2 separate regions of the Zea mays genome follow, and region 2 is linked to region 1. A link is a contact called in public Hi-C data. All regions are on one chromosome and are shown on one strand. Each heading gives the region's core, a stretch centred on a gene start, on an enhancer-like site or on the middle of the called end of the contact. The rest is flanking DNA. Distances are from core to core; before and after follow the strand shown. Region 1 has its middle 19 kb from the start of LOC100272837. Region 2 holds the start of LOC100125638 (granule bound starch synthase IIa precursor).

Region 1 (2,700 bases), core at 21-2,520:
GCGAAGAAGGGAGAGGTCCGGGGGATGAGGGATGAGTGATGATTCATATAATATTATCCATTAAATTTGATGGTGTGTTAAATCTGGGTGTAATTTGTTTGATAGATTTAGTGGAGATTTTGGGTGGGGTGAATTGATTCGGTAGGTTATATAAAGTTTAAACTGATGAATTATATAGTGGTAAAGATAAACAGAAACAAAGATATCTTATTACTTGAACGTTGCATGTATGCCCTTCAATCGTATGTATATAGGGGAGCACAATTCTTCAACAGCTACCCTATACACTCTCTCTATATAAAGAGAGAGCTCCATATATACTTTAATTAAGCCTTTTGTGCAATATTAATTATATTTATGCTCCATGACATCATAATAATGTTTATTATGGCAGTGCAAATATTATATTTTTTAAGATTTAAAATAATAATAATAAATAAATGTTAAATCTGACAATGTATAGGGGCTCTATAGGAGAAATGATTGGAGCCGTTCTTTTAAAGACATATTGAAAAATATATTAGAAAATACAAATAAAGTTAGATGTATAGATAGAATTGTTAAAACAGTTTAAATTTGTGATCAATAGATCATGTATATGATCATATAAAATATATTGTTTATAAAGTAAAGTTCAAAATAAGAGCTAAGATAAATTTGTTGGAGATAGCATAATGGACACACTCACACAGAAGTACCCTATCTGCTCCGAGAATGTATAATTAATTCAAATATTTGAGCAAGTGCGGTGCAGGCCACCTGGCAACTGTAGCCCCGGCGGATTGACGTACACCGGTACACGACGACCAATTAAGCAGCACGCGCGAGGGATCCGGGGATCTGATGCCACAAAAAGAAATAGATGGATTAGAAAAAAAGATTTCCATGCGTACGTCTTAGGTATTAACTCCCCCGGAGAAACTGTGCAGGGGGAAAGGGGAATGCATCACCGATCAGTTCAGATGACTACTGACTGGAACTGGAAACCAGCAGGATGTGACCATGAAAGCGAGAGGCATAGAAAGAGACGAGCGGTTTAATTTAGATACTTTACACAGTCTTTGGATTTATTAGATTCGAATCTAAATTGTTTTAGTCAAACACCATCGACCTACCTCGCCTCGCCCCCGGCCGGTCGCGCGTCCGCCCTTGGCAGCCAGCCCCGCGTGGCCCTTGCCGGTCGGCCGCACGCTCGCCACTGCCACTGTCTCCGCCGGTCTCGTCTCACGCCGCCGCGCCCGCCCCAGCTGCCATGCGCGCTTGCACTGGCCGCGCTTCAGGACCCCCGCGCACGCGTCTGCCTTGGACAGCAGCCGCGATAGCCCCACGCGGCCACGCCCGTCCCGGTTGGTGCCGCGCCGGTTGCGCCCGCCCTCCTGGTCGGTGTCTCGTTAGATTGTCTCCCGTACACAGAGTAAAATAAAGAACCTGGAACAATACAATACTATTTGTAGAGTGGAGTTTAAAATAGTTAAAGATAACTTTTAAGCAAATATAAAAGCACAGAAGAAAGAAGCAACAGATAGGAAAGAAAAGATAGAAACAAATGATGGGTAAGGTTTAGATGTGAGAAAAATAGTTTTTTGGACTCCAAACGAAGTGCTGCTTCGTGCTTCGCACTTTTGCCATCGTAAGATTAACTTTGTAAAGTAAGGCTCAAAACATGTCACACTTAGTTACAATTTTGACTACTTTATATATCGAGAAAATGTTATGGGATAAAACTGATATTAATGATAAATAATTTTATACATGTCACTGCCGGAATCAATATCTTCGCCGAGTGCCGGAAGCACTCGGCGAAGCCCTAAAAACACTCGGCAAAGAAGGCTCGGCAAACAGTGCATCGGCAAAGACTTCTTTGCCGAGTACTTTTTCTCGGGCACTCGGCGAAGATCTTTGCCGAGTGTCAGGGAGCACTCGGCAAAGAAAAGCGACCGTTACGGCGCCGGTTGACGGAGACGGCGGCTTTGCCAAGTGTCACCGTTGACACTCGGCAACGAAGATATCTTTGCCGAGTGTCCTCCTGGTCGCACTCGGCAAAGCCGCCTTCTTTGCCGAGTGCCGTTTGGTACACTCGGCAAAGAGCCCGCCAGGGAGGGTCCCCGTGTCAGGCTCTTTGCCGAGTGTCCCAGTTGGCACTCGGCAAAGCCGACCTCTTTGCCGAGTGTCAGCGACATAACACTCGGCAAAGAACCTAAGCCGGTGCCCAGGTCTGTGCTCTTTGCCGAGTGTTTTGACCCAGACACTCGGCAAAGAGCCTCTTTGCCGAGTGTTACACTCGGCAAAGTGACCAGTATGTACCTTTTTTATTTGATTTTTGTTTTCCATCCACACAAACAGAAGATATCACATATATATCACATATATACATCACAGATATCATCACAGACATAAATAGCCAACACAAACATAAAACCGTGACCACAAACATAAATATTCATCACAAACATAAGTGTTCAACACAAGTATTAAACACAAACATAAGTCTCAAACGTCGCAAGCTCTCACATAAGTATCAAACAGAAACATAAGTATTATACATAAGTTCTGAAGTCTAAAACAACGACTCATGGAGGTGGGCGGTTTGGCCGGGGTTGCGTTGGGCTGAACCCTTCCGGAGGGTTGTTGGATGCCGCCCCAGATTGGCCCTGCACAAAGAAGAGATAGCATGTGTTATACCAGATGCATTACAAACAT
Region 2 (2,700 bases), core at 201-2,700, 410 kb before region 1:
TAATTGCTGGCATGCCTAATGTTATACTTCTGGTATACCAGGCGCCTAAATCACAGGATGAAAAACTTCCTAACTTCATACCTAGAACAGTTGTCTGGATCTGCTAAACTCCTATGGGCTTGGCAACAAAAATTACGATTTTTTAACACAGCTTCAGTGGTAATGTACATTTATCCTCACTGAAGTTTTCGTTTGATGGGGTAGAAGATGCTATACCTCTAGTAGGGATGGATCTGGGCCGCAAGACGGCGAATCAAACAAAATACGACTGGAGTTGTAAATCAATCGGGAAATAGAAAATGATTTGCCGTGGAGTTGTAAAGCAAAATACCTTAAGAAGGGGAGATTTACTGCCCACCAAGTCGAATCGAAGGGGATCCGTCTGGATCTGATGGCGCCGTTGATGGTCGGAGACGGAAGCCAACTAATCGGTCGCGAGAAACCTCGGCGGAAGCGGATTTTACCCCTCTTCGTCTTCGGTCGCGAACGGCACTGCGTGCTGACGACGTCGACTTCGTCTTCTGCGCACCCGAGCGGGGCCGGTGCCGACTCCACCGGCCGACGGGAGATCCGCCGCCGCGTCGCCTCGAAAAATCGCCCTTCCGCGGACGAGTGGAGACGGAGTGAGGTGGAGCGAGATGTTTCCGGTGTCTGGCGCGGGCGGCTCCTTCCGCGCGAAGAAGGCGAGGGGGCGGCTACAGTGAACCCCTGCATCTGGCGTGAGAGAGAAGAGCGTCGCGAGGAAGGGGAGAGGGTAGCGCTCACCGCTGCGCGAGGAAGGGGGAGACTGTAGCCCCTAAACGATGAACAATTTTAGCGTAGGGAAGGTGAAGAGGCATGCGTTGCAGTGAGTCTCAGGCACCGAGACGCACCAGTGTCGCCGCTGTGCCCAACTGCTTGTGTTGTGTGGCTGCGCCAGTGCGTTGGAGCCTGGAGCTCCCGGCTTCCAAGTTCCAACTTCCCAACAGCTAGCCCGCCACACCTCATCCAACAAACAACACCTGACTAATTAATACATGTGGATATATATTTTATTATTAATTTTTATCTTGTTGATTTCTAATTCACTATATTTTTCAGTGCTTAATTGTTCAATGTTAAACTTTATATCTATTTATCGAATTGTTTAATAAATTTACTATAAAATTATATCTGCATTCAATAGAATTGTATATATATATATTTTTGTTATTGACACACCCTATATAAAAGTCCTATGACGCTGCCATATGCTCGCCTCGTGTGGTTTAGCGCCACATTTGGCAGATAAAACTCTTTCTGGTGGAGCATTTTCGTCCGGATTTATTATCTTTTTGTAGGAGAAAGAAATAAAATCGCAGTACCTTTTTGAGGGCAGAAATAATTAAAAGTTCAAACCATCGTGGGGGGTCCGTCCCAGCACATGTGGCGTCGTTTCCTCGTGTCCCTCCGACACGCCGCCCTCCGTGGCTGCCTGCCGCTAACCGACGCCGGCGCACATCGCCTTTTCCCGCCTCCGGAACCAACGGCTCACGCTCCCCACCACTTCCCCCGCGCCCCTGCCGCGCACGGGGAAGACCACGAATTCTAGGCCCTTTTCCGCTGCTGGGCCCAGGGACGAACCGACGGCCCTCGTGCCGCCTGCCCGCCCCGAGGCCCCCACTTGCCCTTGCCTCACATCTCACCTTTTGCCTCGGCATATTCGCCTCCGATCGAACGCAGTCGCGGGCCGGTGCGGGTACGCTGCTGGTGAGGCGCCCGCGGCCCACCACCCCATGTCACCATGTGCGGTGGCCGCCGTGCTGGTGATGCGGGCAGCGGCCGGTGCAGCGATTGTGTGGCGCCCGTGCGCTAGCCACTAGGCGGGGCGCACGCCGCCTGTCACGTGGGCGATATTTTTCCTGGCCCTCGGCGGTCGGCGCGCTGCGTCGCCGCTTGCTTCCTCCTCTACTTGAGTGCCGAGTCGCCTCCGCGCTCTGCAGTCCCCCGACCCGGAGCCAAAGCCAACAAACAGCCGCTCCGCCTTCTTCCGCGGCTGCAGCCAGCGCGAGGTACCTGGCTGGCATTTTGCATTTGAGGTCCTTTCCTGCTTCCTGATCTTCTCCTCTACGCCCCTTTCGTTTCAAAATGCACTTGGGATTTGGGGGGGGGGGGGCAGTGGGCACTGCAGAGGGGGCTAGCAGAAGTTCTGGGGATTGCATGCTTTTTGTCCACCGTGAAGTTGTCTTTGTTCTGTGGTTTTGCACTTGGGACTTGGCTTCGGATTTTGGACAGTGTGACGTTCGTGTGCGCTAAGGTTTGCTAACCTTACTGTTTATTGTTTCACAATGTGCAAAATCAATCTCATTCTTACTCATCCCGTGCATCCTGCTCCGTGCACGCTCCCTATTTCGGCTTCAGTATCTGGGAGAGTACTATGTTCTCCCTTGGAGCGTCTGCCCGAATCCAGAGGTAGTTTGGTCAGGGGGGTTCCGAGAAAGTGATCCTGGGGTCACCTCTTCCACGCAAACGCGTTGTGTTGCTAGAAGTTTACTTAGAGGCACTTAATATGATGTTTTCGTATCAGGGCACCATTTCCTACATGAATCATTACACTCAGCCCTACGTGCCGTCACGTGCACACTTCTCTGATGGCAGGATCACGCCTTCTGAACAAATCTAGCACATCTTTTGGATATGCCAATAAAACACTGTTGTCCGAAGTACATGGGGGGTTGTATA

What was found. Hi-C and Micro-C count contacts between places; a contact is called where the count stands out from the background.
Region 2: a contact with region 1 is called in a Hi-C map of ear, with 2.4 times the contacts expected there. The contact joins the promoter of LOC100125638 here to the enhancer-like site in region 1. A contact is called at or near these places in 3 of 25 Hi-C or Micro-C datasets (ear, leaf and tassel).

What each region holds. Positions count from the first base shown.
Region 1 is chr7:35,478,536-35,481,235 of Zm-B73-REFERENCE-NAM-5.0, reverse strand. No RefSeq gene overlaps it. Among protein-coding and RNA genes, the nearest start is that of LOC100272837, 19 kb to the right of the region's middle. Within about 2 kb of position 1,270, at least 14 of the 20 cell types and tissues checked have an H3K27ac peak or open chromatin away from gene starts, as enhancers often do. A contact at or near this core is called in ear, leaf and tassel, where this site is marked.
Region 2 is chr7:35,893,685-35,896,384 of Zm-B73-REFERENCE-NAM-5.0, reverse strand. It overlaps LOC100125638 (granule bound starch synthase IIa precursor), which reads left to right and starts at 1,450. Exons shown (of 14, transcript NM_001347904.1): 1 at 1,450-2,057.